3 separate regions of the Mus musculus genome follow, and all the other regions are linked to region 3. A link is a contact called in public Hi-C and HiChIP or PLAC-seq data. All regions are on one chromosome and are shown on one strand. The core of a region is the stretch at or near the end of the contact, and the rest is flanking DNA. Distances in the headings are between cores, read along the strand shown. Region 1 holds the start of Gemin6 (gem nuclear organelle associated protein 6). Region 2 overlaps Slc8a1 (solute carrier family 8 (sodium/calcium exchanger), member 1). Region 3 holds the start of Thumpd2 (THUMP domain containing 2).

Region 1 (3,714 bases), core at 215-2,714, 840 kb before region 3:
AAAAAAAAAGCTAGAATAGTTTAAATATCTTGTATCTAGTTGCAACTGATTTTTAAATTTTTTTAATTTTTTTTTTTTTTTTTTTTTTGTAGCAGGGCTGGCCTAGAACTCACTATGTAGACTAATTGATCCCAAACTCCCTGCCTACCTCTGCTTTCCACAAGCTTGGATTAAAGTCCTATGCACCACATGTGGCCCAAATGCAACTTAAATTTCTGATAATTTGGACAGAGTAGGGACATGTCCTTGTTTCAAAAGGGGAAGAAAACATAAGCCAAACAGGTTTGCAGTAAAGAATGAAACTTAAAATGCAACTGAACAGTTGTCACAAATCAGTTGTAGATTTTTATTCTGTAGTTTTAAAGGTCAAACATTTTCTCCCACACTCTTAATAACTTGGAATTTACATTAGCTCTTGTAGCTTTATAGAGGGTTTTAACTGATAAACTCTAACTTAATCCATGAAATCTCATTAATATGAAGTCAATCATTCAATAAATGAAGGTTTTGGGAAGGATTATTTGATATGGAATTTCAAGTAGTAATTTTAAAAAACCGATTCATATTTAATGTTTCTGCTGCTTGGCTTGACAATCTTTTTTTTTTTTTTTTTTTTTTTTTTGAGACAGGGTTTCTCTGTGTAGCTCAGGCTGTCCTGGAACTCACTTTATAGACCAGGCTGGCCTCGAACTCAGAAATTCGCCTGCCTCTGCCTCCCGAGTGCTGGGATTAAAGGCGTGCGCCACCACGCCCACCTCTGGCTTGACAATTTTATAGCTCAGTTTTTGTTCATCGCCCTTGGTGGGTTTTTTTGTTGTAGTTGTTGTCTTGGCGGGGGAGAGGGTTGTTTTTTTCTCTTTTCAGTATAGGCAGAATCTTAGCATTTACTGCCTTGCACCACTTTTCAGTATCACAGTCTCGAAGATTCTGCAGTATGTCAGAGCCCAGTCAGCTACGTGCCCAGAAATCTGAAGCAGAAACAACATAATCCAGTGCTGCTTGGGAGGCAGAGGCAGGCGAAGTCTACAGAGTGAGTTCCAGGACAGCTAGGGCTACACAGAGAAACCCTGTCTCGAAAAAAAAAAAAAAAAAAAAATCCAGTGCTGATCTTCCCAACTTCACCACTGTTCTTGAGATTTACTGAGAACACGTCCCCAAAGGTGCACGCATTTTAACCGGCTCCAAAACGAGCTAGACCAGAATTCATGCCATTCACCTCGGCTTTTAGAGCCTTAAGGTTTACCCAGAGAGCTTTGTGTTGAATTCAGGGCAAAATCGCATTTTCATACCCCACTTAAAAAGCTTTGAGGTACGAACATTTTCCTCTTACAAAGATTTCTTGAGACGTTCACGGTGGCCAGGAGAACTCAAGTTCCCTTGGACACAACCTGCAGTGCAAGAACGGAGGCAAAGGACTACAGGATGGAGGATTCTGGGGGAAGGAAATGACGTCAGGAGCAAAGCATGCTGGGCTCAGGCGGGCCGACTCAAGCCCGCTCGGCGGCGTGTGAGCTAAGTAGAAATATAGCCAGGGTCTCTGCGGCGTTTCCCTGAGTCGTGCAGAGTTCTGGGTATGGCGGCCTCTGGACAGGACCTGGTGTTGGAGCTCTAGAGCTTCGCTAACGGGTCCTCAGCGCTTTACGAGAAAATTGGCGCAAAGCCCGTGGAGAGTCATCTAGAAAGAGTAGGTGGGAATCCGAGAACTCCGCATCAGTTATGTCTGTCAGGGGTTTAGGGCGAAATCCTTTTATCTAAGGAAAGCGGAACGGAAGTGGCTGCTTCTTCTTTTTTCTAAAAAAGATTTCTTTATTGTATATGAGCACACCACTGCTTTCTTCAGACACACCAGAAGAGGACATCGGATTCCATTACCGATGGTTTTGAGCTACCATGTGGTTGCTGGGAATTGACCTCCCAGTCGGTGCTCTTAACCGCTGAGCCATCTCTCCAGCCCCGAAGAGTTTGAGTTATCTACGGGCCAGGTTCAAAGCCAGGTTGAAAGCGGTATCCGGAATTGGGAGCAGAGGGTGGGACTAGACATGCCACAGGAGTTTTAAGAATTGTACCTGTGGCCATTCACTATTACCATCAGTCTGAATTATAAATACCCCTTCCCAGATATACTAAACAAAACATTCTCAAGAATTCTCCAAAGATAGTATCAGTTTCTTATACCCCAGATGGGCGTTTTGCTTGTTCTTCTGAGATCTGAGACGGCACACTATGTTACCAGGCTGGTCTCAGCACTACTAGTAGGTAGGGACTGTAGGTGTGAGTTAAGACTGGCTCTATGTATCAGTGCTTACTTGCATTAAGAAACTCGTTATTTTCAGGCAAATTACAGACTGCCTACAGAATGGCGATCATTAAGACATTTGCTTGGGCTGGTGAGATGGCTCAGTGGGTAAGAGCACTGACTGCTATTCCAAAGGTTCAGAGTTCAAATCCCAGCAACCACATGGTGGCTCACAACCATCCGTAAAAAGATCTGACTCCCTCTTCTGGATTGTCTGAAGACAGCTACAGTGTACTTACATATAATAAATAAATGAATCTTTAAAAATATTTTTAAAAAAAGACATTTGCTTGTGTGGAATATCCATAGTGATTAACCCAAATTGATAATGGTTCTAGATCTGGGCAACTGGTAACCATGAGCGAATGGATGAAGAAAAGCCCCTTAGAATGGGAAGATTACGTTTATAAAGAAGTGAGAGTGATAGCCTGTGAGAAGGAGTATAAAGGATGGCTTCTAACCACAGATCCAGTCTCTGCCAAGTGAGTATGCAACTTAATTTTGTGAAATGACAATCCTATGTACTGGCCCCGGATATCCAAGCTGAGAAGGCAGATCAATCAAAGACTGGTCATTCACACATAATAATTGCTTTTGAGCCTAACTGCTGCTGTTTTAACTATGGGATGCTGTAGCAAACTAAACATAGTTATAGGAATAGAAAAGAGAAATTCTCCCCTCTTCTAATTCTCCTTCCAGAGGGTCTCCTGTAGCCAAGGTTGGCCTTATTTGGCTATATAGTTGAAGATGATATTAAACTTCTGATTCATCTACTTCTACTTCTGAATGCTAGGACACCACACCCAACTTTATTTATTTTTTTAAAATAAGTCTCATATAACTCAGACTGGCCTCAAATTCATTATGTAGCTGAGGATAAACACGAATCCCTGATCCTCTTATCTCCACCATATCCAATTGTCAGGACTTGTCTCAAAAGGTAAAAAAAAAAAAAAAAAAAGGACTGAAGGTACATAGATGTCAAGGGGAAAAATGCCCATGCTGTTTATTGGAAAATTTTATATTTATTGAAGTACTAAGTAGTTTGTTTGTTTGTTTGTTTGTTTGTTTTTTGAGACAGGGTTTCTGTGTAGTCCTGGCTGTCCTGGAACTCAGAAATTCGCCTGCCTCTGCCTCCCAAGTGCTGGGATTAAGGGCGTGGGCCACCACACCCGGCTACTAAGTATTTTTTTTTTAAGTTTTAATTATGTATTTATATGAGTACACTTTTGTTCTCTTCAGACACACCAGAAGGGAGCATTGGATCCCATTACATATGGCTGTGAATCACCATGTGGTTGCTGGGAATGGAACTCAGGACCTCTGGAAGAGAATTGGTGCTCTTAACTGCTGAGCCATCTCTCTAGGCCTAGTACTACGTATTTATAATCTTACTAAATTTCTGTAGCACTGTGGAA
Region 2 (3,876 bases), core at 127-2,626, 600 kb after region 3:
TCTGGAGGCACAGGTAGGAGACTTCAAGGGGTATGGAGTCCCTTGGGCTCCATGGTGAGAATTTATCTCTAAAACCAAGTAAAAAGTAAACCAAGAAGTGCATTGACTAGTGGCCTACCCTTTCTCCTTGCCTCTGACCATTGCAGTGACTTCATGATGAATCTTACCTTCCAGTGTAAAATGCATTTGGGAAATGCCGAAAGCTACTATTGATCCCAACTCTATAGTGTACATACACAGTCCTGAATGAGTGCAGGGCAGATCAAGTGCTATGGAGACATTCATGACATTGTTCTATGGCTGTCCTTGCCATAAAATGCTTAGAACATGTTTTACTTGGTCAAAATGACTCAGCTTATTGGTTTTCTAAACCCCTTTACCTCTTTGTGATGACCCCCAAATCCCCTTTCCTCTCCTCGACGAGGTCAGAGGCCAAGCTTCTCCTTCCTCTGCAGTCCAGATCCTATCTTACTCAGCCATGGTATTTCATCTATGAGATCATGGCAAGAAGAACTAAATCCAGAACATGGCTTTTGTAGTCTTTTATTGACCCACAGCTAAGTCATTCAACTGCACAATAGTCTTCACCTTTAAATGCATTTTTATGCTTCTTTGCTGGACACTTAGAAGCATCAAATAGGTATATGTATGTATATATATGTATATATATGCATATGTGTGTGCATGTGTGCATATATATACATATACATATGCATGCACACAAACATACACACACACACACACACACACACACACACACACATACACACATATATACCAGCTTGTCTAGATAATGACATGACAAGTGTTCAACAAATGTGAAATGGCTTGCCTTTCCATGTGTCTTTTACACAACCTGAGTGCTCAGTAGACACCATGGTTGGATTAGTGGAAGGTGGTGAATCACTCACTGGTTGTCTTGCTGTTTTGACTTGATCTCACATTAGATTCAGCAAAGACATTATTTGTAACTTAGTTTGCAATGGCATGGAATCTACAGAGTGATTATCCCATCTTTTAAGATAGCCTCTGATAGAGACATTAATTTTTTCCAAGATCTCTTGAATGTGCAGGGAACTGTTTATCTGAATTGGCATCGAGCAACTGTTGTCTAGGTGACTGGTGGAAAGGTTACAATACAGCGCCTTCAGGATTTTGAGACTGTCAGTCTGCTCTAGAGAAAATACTTTGCCCATTTCTCAGAAGCCTTACAAAGGCTAACTTCTTAAGAAAAGAACCAAAGGTTGCTTCAGGGTAAAACCTTAGTATAGGAATCCACATTTGCCTGCTTCTGGTTTCTCTCCGGTGACTGACCTCTTATTCAAGAGCTCTGCTCCCAGGCCCTTGGCTCCCTACGCTTCCCTATCAGAACAGTCTCAAGAGGGCATTCAGTGGGCAGAAACACAGTTTTAACTCTTCCACTTCCTCTTTGTCTTGCTGTGTCCCAGGTCCTCGGGACTTTTTGAGAGCTGATTGCATAAAGCTTTTCAAATTCACAAATCGACATATACTAATGGCTTGTGTAGATTCACACATAGTATATGTTCACATATTGACATATACTAATGGCTTGTGTAGATTCACACATAGTATATGTTCACATATTGACATATACTAATGGCTTGTGTAGATTCACACAGTATATGTTCACATATTGACATATACTAATGGCTTGTGTAGATTCACACATAGTATATGTTCACATATTGACATATACTAATGGCTTGTGTAGATTCACACATAGTATATGTTCACATATTGACATATACTAATGGCTTGTGTAGATTCACACAGTATATGTTCACATATTGACATATACTAATGGCTTGTGTAGATTCACACATAGTATATGTTCACATATTGACATATACTAATGGCTTGTGTAGATTCACACATAGTATATGTTCACATATTAACATATACTAATGGTTTGTGTAGATTCACACATAGTACCTCTTTGTTGAGCAATACCTCTGCATTTTGTTAGGGATTTGGTCAGAATTCTTCACTCAGATGAGTGACCTTCATACTAATGGTTTCAGATTCTATGTTGGCCAGTGGATAAAGGCTTTGAACCCATGAATGTTTTACCAGACTCAAACAACTTATTATAGATGATGCACTAGCCCTCAGCCACAAAAAGAGTTTCCATGCTTCACTTGTCAGACAGGACATTCCCTTCCTTCTTTGAAAACTGAGCAGGAAGTAAGGATGCCTGTAATTTGAACCTTCTTGTTGCATTCTGGACTAGAAGCACCAAGGACCCAAAAACCAAAGGACAGGTGTAAATGTGAGGGCGAAGCAATCAGATTCCAAACAGAGTTGCCAGGGAAGAGAGCAGTGTGAGCTCTGTGAAATCAAGGCACTCTCTACTTGTGTTCTAAACTCCTTCCGTGAAAGCATACAGTAAGCACTCACCCTGGAAGTCTCCACATCAGACAGTGGGCTGTCACTACTACTCCATGGTTAGTTTAAAGTTTCAACACGATGCACATGTACACATGAGAAGCTAGAGGCTGCAGGAAAGAGAGAGGAAGAATAGAGAAGGGGAAAGAGAGGGATTGCCAGAGGAAGGAGAAAGAGAGGGAGGAGAGGGAGAGAGAGGGAGAGAGAGAGAGAGAGAGAGAGAGAGAGAGAGAGAGAGAGAGAGAGAGAGAGAGATTGAGAGAGAAATAATCCTACTGCATTTAATGAGGCCCCACTGGACTAGCCCTAAGTTTAAATCAAAATCCCAAAGGCAAAAGCTGAAAGCTCACATTTCCCGAGTCTGGTCTATCCCAACGGGTCGGAAAACACCTGACATCTACTTCCCCTACATCTAAGAGACATCTCCCAGGAGCCAGAACCATTTTGTTCAGAGGGAAAAGTGGGAACAGGTAGTGTTGTAACCCACTGGCCTGGTTAGCCTTAGTTGCTACTGAGAATTAGAGCTGGAGAGGTAGACTGTTAAAGGAACAGTGGGGAATCCAGACAGCATCCTGGAATCTAGAGAAAGTCAGGGAAAATACTTGCCACAAGAGGGAGCAGTAGAATTTGGTCAGATAGGTTCCTGGGTAAATGTTCTCACAGGGGAGAAGGGGTTTGCAGTAGACATTGGATCATGAAGTGTGGATGGCAGTGGATGATGTTGAAACACAAGGCACATATCCCTAAGTAGCTGAGATTATCACTTGAACCACGAAATTTTTAACAAAAGCAACGACTGGAAGGAACATATATACAACAGCTCAAGAATATGAAACACGCAACCTGATGTAACATCCTCTTCTCTAAACATGTCTTACTCTATATTTAACTTCCATTCTAGTCTTGTCCTTGCTGATACCTATACCTGCTTCTTGCCTGCATAGCTTTCTCCCTCTACCTTGGGCATCCGAGAGAAAAGACTGGCCTCCTTGAATGGCAACATGAAAACAACACCCTTAAGTCTAAAACTGTGATGTTCACAGTCAAAGGCAAAATACTTTCTTGATGCTGCTGTGTCTTTTAAAATGTTTTTTTTTTCTGTTCATTCTCTTTTTAAAGGAGGAATGCAATTTATAGAAGCCCCAGAGTTCTTCTCATCATTTATTCTGTCCAGGACAGAGATTAAGCACTAAGAGGGAAGGAACCATGCGTTTACTTTGCAAGATAAATAAAAGTCTATTTTCGTCGATAAAAAACATGTTAAATATAGCTCACTAACAAATGCCGCCGCTCTTTTCAACGTAGTTTATTGTTTCAGAACACAGTGAGCTTGAAAGAACAGCTATGGTGATCGGGATTCTTCAGTCCTCAGGGTATCCCTCACCTTCCTTCCCTGTTTTTATTTAGAGTTACAGCACTCACAGTACTATGCTCTTTCCTTCCCTGTCACAGTCAACAGAGTTTCCAGCT
Region 3 (3,596 bases), core at 476-2,975:
CTGCAACCTATCTCCCTGTAACTGTCCGGTAAAACTGTCTGTCGTCTCCTCCTCCTCCTCTTCCTCCTTCTCTTCTTCCTTCTCCTCTTCCTCCTCCTCCTCTCTCTGCCCCTGTTCAAGTAGCTTCCCTTTCCTCTCTCTTCTCTTGTGAGTTGGGCATGTCCTTGTTCTGTGAAATCTTTCTCTGATTCGTCACCTTGTCTGCCATTCAATTAGACATCACTTTCAAACATGGCTGCCTCCTTCTACAAACTAACTTGACTTTCATTGTTTGGGCTTAAAGATGTGTGCTAAGGGCATGCCTGTATTCCAGCCAGATGGATTAAAGGTATGTGCTAAGGGCTGAGCCAGACCACAAATAGAAACATGTTTGTTTGTTTTTGTTTTTTCAGTAAATAGCACAATCTTGGGGTTCACAGTGTGATCAAGTGCCCTGCAACATGTATATGCCCACATGTGGCTGGGTTGGACATTATATAGTTATGCTTGATTTCAGAATCTGAATATCACCAACATCATTTTGTAATTGTGTAACTTGAATACATCACTGGATTCACCTGGTTAAGACTGGGTATTAGTCTTGTAGAGGAACCATGTTTGCATCCTAGCACCCACGCAGGGCAGCCCACAATCACCAGTTACTCCAGCTCCAGGGAGATGAGCTGATGGTTCACGCTTTCACTAGTATGAGAACACACACAATTAAAACCAAAACAAACAAACAAAAAAACCCAACAAACTTTAAATCCTTGATGAATGCGGAGGTTATTATTTAGATATTTAATTTAGATTAAATTTATTTAGATTAAATGCTAGTCTTGGCAACTCTCCCCACTGCACCTGCACCTCTATCATCTCCATCTGCATCTCCACCATCTCCATCTGGATCCTCACCGTGGCAGAGACTCCTTTTGTGGGCTTCGAACACTGCTCCCCAGAGGCGAACAGCTAGTTTGGTTTTAGCAAGCTTCCCCTTTCCAAGAACATGTCACACACAAAAGTCCCGACCTATCCTATTACATCCTTTCCCTGTGTTTTCAAGAACTCAGTTTGCACATCCTGGTACGTTTGGAATTTGTTCACTAGTCACTCATTGAAACGCACGGGTAGCAGGGGAGAGTTCTTGTTCTAGCTTCTGTTTACCACGTGTGTTGTGGGTGTACTGGGCATGTCTCACAGTCCTCCTACAATGTAAAACCCAAGCTTGTCAAGTAACAAGACTCAAACAAGTAAGCCCGGGAAGTATATCTGCATTTAAGGTATAAAGGAAGGATTCTAACTCTAGCTATTGCCATGTCATAGTTTCTTTTTAAGGAATCCCAGACAAAAGTGGCTTCCGCACCCCTCTGTTTAAAACTTTGGCTGTGACAGATATACAGTGACCATACTGGATAAAGAACGAAACCACCAGAGCAGCCGGTTGCTCTCAGCAGTCATCAAAGGTCCCGGATGGGGCCCACTGCACGCCAAGGATGGGGTGCTCACAAGTCCTTCCCGGGCCTGAGCCCCACGCTGGTGCCAAGAGGGGACCCGGGGCGAGCGTGGCTCCCCCCGAGCACGGTGAGCCCGACTCACCTGCGTGGCTTCCAGCCGCGCGCGCACCTCCCGCATCAAGAACGGCTCCAGGCCGCGGCCCGCGGTGCAGAAGAACCGGGCGCCGCCAGCGGGGTCAGAACCCGGGTCTGCCTGGGCTACAGCCATGGCGCTCAGGCGCGACCCCGAGACCCGGTCACGTGAGCTCGGGAGCGCGCCTGGGAGCCTTCAGTGGAACGCGCACCGGAGCGTCGCCTTTGCAGGCCCGCCCTCTATGGGGCGTCCCGGAAACTACAGCGAGCCTCCTGCAGCCAGGCATCTCTGATTGTCAAGGGTCCTGGGGATGCTGTCCTTACTGTCTTCATCTAAGACTGGGCCGAACCGGTGAACTCAGGATCAAGAGAAGAAATTCTTGTTCTCCAGCAAAATGTCTTTGTGTTCCCGACACTTGTTACATTTCTTGAATCTGGCCAATCACATAGGTAAATAATGAATGTGCCATCCAGTTTAGTCTAATCGATTTGAGCTAGTGACGGTATTTGAATGGTTTTTTTTTTTTTTAAAGAAAAACCTCTTGAGTTTTAAAATGACAAAATTTGATATAGATAGAATAAAAATCTATCTCTAATTCAACAACATTAAATTAGCTATGTAGTTCTATATTGAATCAGATATTAGAAACTGTTAGAGGAATATTTCTCCAGGTCCAGAAATGAATGCCAGTGGGTAACTGACATTCTCTTGCCCCTTAACCAGTGGTCAGCTCCTGAAGGGTTGGGGCAGTAGAGCCAAGTTCCTTATGGAGTCCCGTCACCTGAGCGTTTCCAAAGGTCAGCTCTAAGTTGTTTCATTTGGTGGCTCACCCTAGACCTGTCCCCAAAAATTAAAAATAAAAGAGGGACAACACCTGAGGAAGGATACCTGAGGTTGTCTTCTGGCCTCTATGTGTACACATGCACATGTACGCCGCACACATATTTTCCTGCATATACATACATGTGCGTGCATACACACATACATACATAGTCTGTACTAAAAAAATAGTCTCAGATGCCTTCAGATGAATTTAACTTACCCAGCTGCAATCTGCCATTTGAATATTACTTATTCAACATCGAGGAAGTTGGAAGTCAACAGAAACAATTTTAGAACGGACAGACTTTAATTCTCTTTCATGTTTGTCAGTTCTGTATATTTCTATAATAAATTTTAGTCATTTTTATCTCACCTCAAGATGCACATTTAAACTGGAGTAGCTGTGAGACATTTGCTTCACAGTTTCTCCCTGTTTTGATGTGATTGTCGATTCCCTTAATTTCAAAGGTGTTTAATGCATGCAATTGACTATCAGAATGCAGATGTTTTAGGCTGCGAAATTCCTGGGGAGATGATAGTTTCATTCATCCGGATACCATAGTCATACACAGGCTTACTCTCGGTAGGTAATAAGTTAGTTTGGTGCTGAATTGGATGCAATTCATTGGCATAAGACTAAAAGAAAGACCAACACAGGAAGTCTCTCTCAGCTAGGAAGATTGCTATAATTGCCTAGGGTGGTTAGGTTTTTTTTTCGACTTGCTTCAACTTAAAATCACTTATAGTCCTCAACCGAGGAATCAACTGGATCAGGTTGGCTTGTGCTGACGTCTCTGGAGGTTTGTCTTGCTAACTGACACAGCCCACTGTGGGTGGCACCATTCCCTAAGCCGGGAAGGAGTTTCTGCTTATAACCAGAAACCAAGCAAGCCAGCCTCCATTTCTCTATCTTCTTGCTGCTCCCGAGTGTCGAGGTGGCACATTAATTCCATAACCTGGAACTGTAAGCCAAACAAACCCTTTCCGCCCCTAAGTTGCTTTCAGTCAGGCTGTTTTATCCTGGCAACAGAAATGATACTAGAACACCATCCTATCCGCAGTGGCTATTGTGAGCAGGCATGGAATAAAGGAAAGGAAGTGTGGGCAACAAAGTAGGAAAGTTGGGGTGCTAAAGGGTAGGAGATCACTGCACCCCTGAACTTCTTTGCAACATACCTTGTTGCTTTCCTTCTTCCTGTCATCTCAGC

What was found. Hi-C and Micro-C count contacts between places; a contact is called where the count stands out from the background. HiChIP or PLAC-seq counts read pairs in DNA pulled down with a chosen protein or histone mark.
Region 1: a Hi-C map of pre-B cells shows a contact between it and region 3, with 5 times the contacts expected there. The contact joins the promoter of Gemin6 here to the promoter of Thumpd2 in region 3. A contact is called at or near these places in 7 of 39 promoter capture datasets (the 3T3-L1 cell line, 3T3-L1-derived adipocytes, HPC-7-derived erythroid cells and 4 more) and 1 of 484 Hi-C or Micro-C datasets (pre-B cells).
Region 2: an H3K4me3 HiChIP or PLAC-seq map of bone marrow-derived macrophages shows a contact between it and region 3, with 5 times the contacts expected there. The contact joins the enhancer-like site here to the promoter of Thumpd2 in region 3. A contact is called at or near these places in 2 of 39 promoter capture datasets (embryonic stem cells and hematopoietic stem and progenitor cells), 1 of 484 Hi-C or Micro-C datasets (uterus), 4 of 115 datasets of contacts at active chromatin or transcription factors (bone marrow-derived macrophages, embryonic forebrain and stem cell-derived neural progenitor cells) and 1 of 9 other capture datasets (macrophages).

Annotation. Positions count from the first base shown.
Region 1 is chr17:80,222,987-80,226,700 of GRCm38.p6, forward strand. It overlaps Gemin6 (gem nuclear organelle associated protein 6), which reads left to right and starts at 1,465. Exons shown (of 3, transcript NM_026053.4): 1 at 1,465-1,684; 2 at 2,635-2,778. The coding sequence starts at 2,654.
Region 2 is chr17:81,663,740-81,667,615 of GRCm38.p6, forward strand. The region is part of intron 1 of Slc8a1 (solute carrier family 8 (sodium/calcium exchanger), member 1); the gene reads right to left. Among named protein-coding and RNA genes, the nearest start is that of Slc8a1, 73 kb to the right of the region's middle. Within about 2 kb of position 1,377, at least 13 of the 459 cell types and tissues checked have an H3K27ac peak or open chromatin away from gene starts, as enhancers often do. A contact at or near this core is called in bone marrow-derived macrophages, where this site is marked.
Region 3 is chr17:81,063,360-81,066,955 of GRCm38.p6, forward strand. It overlaps Thumpd2 (THUMP domain containing 2), which reads right to left and starts at 1,726. Exons shown (of 10, transcript NM_028138.1): 1 at 1,576-1,726. The coding sequence starts at 1,701.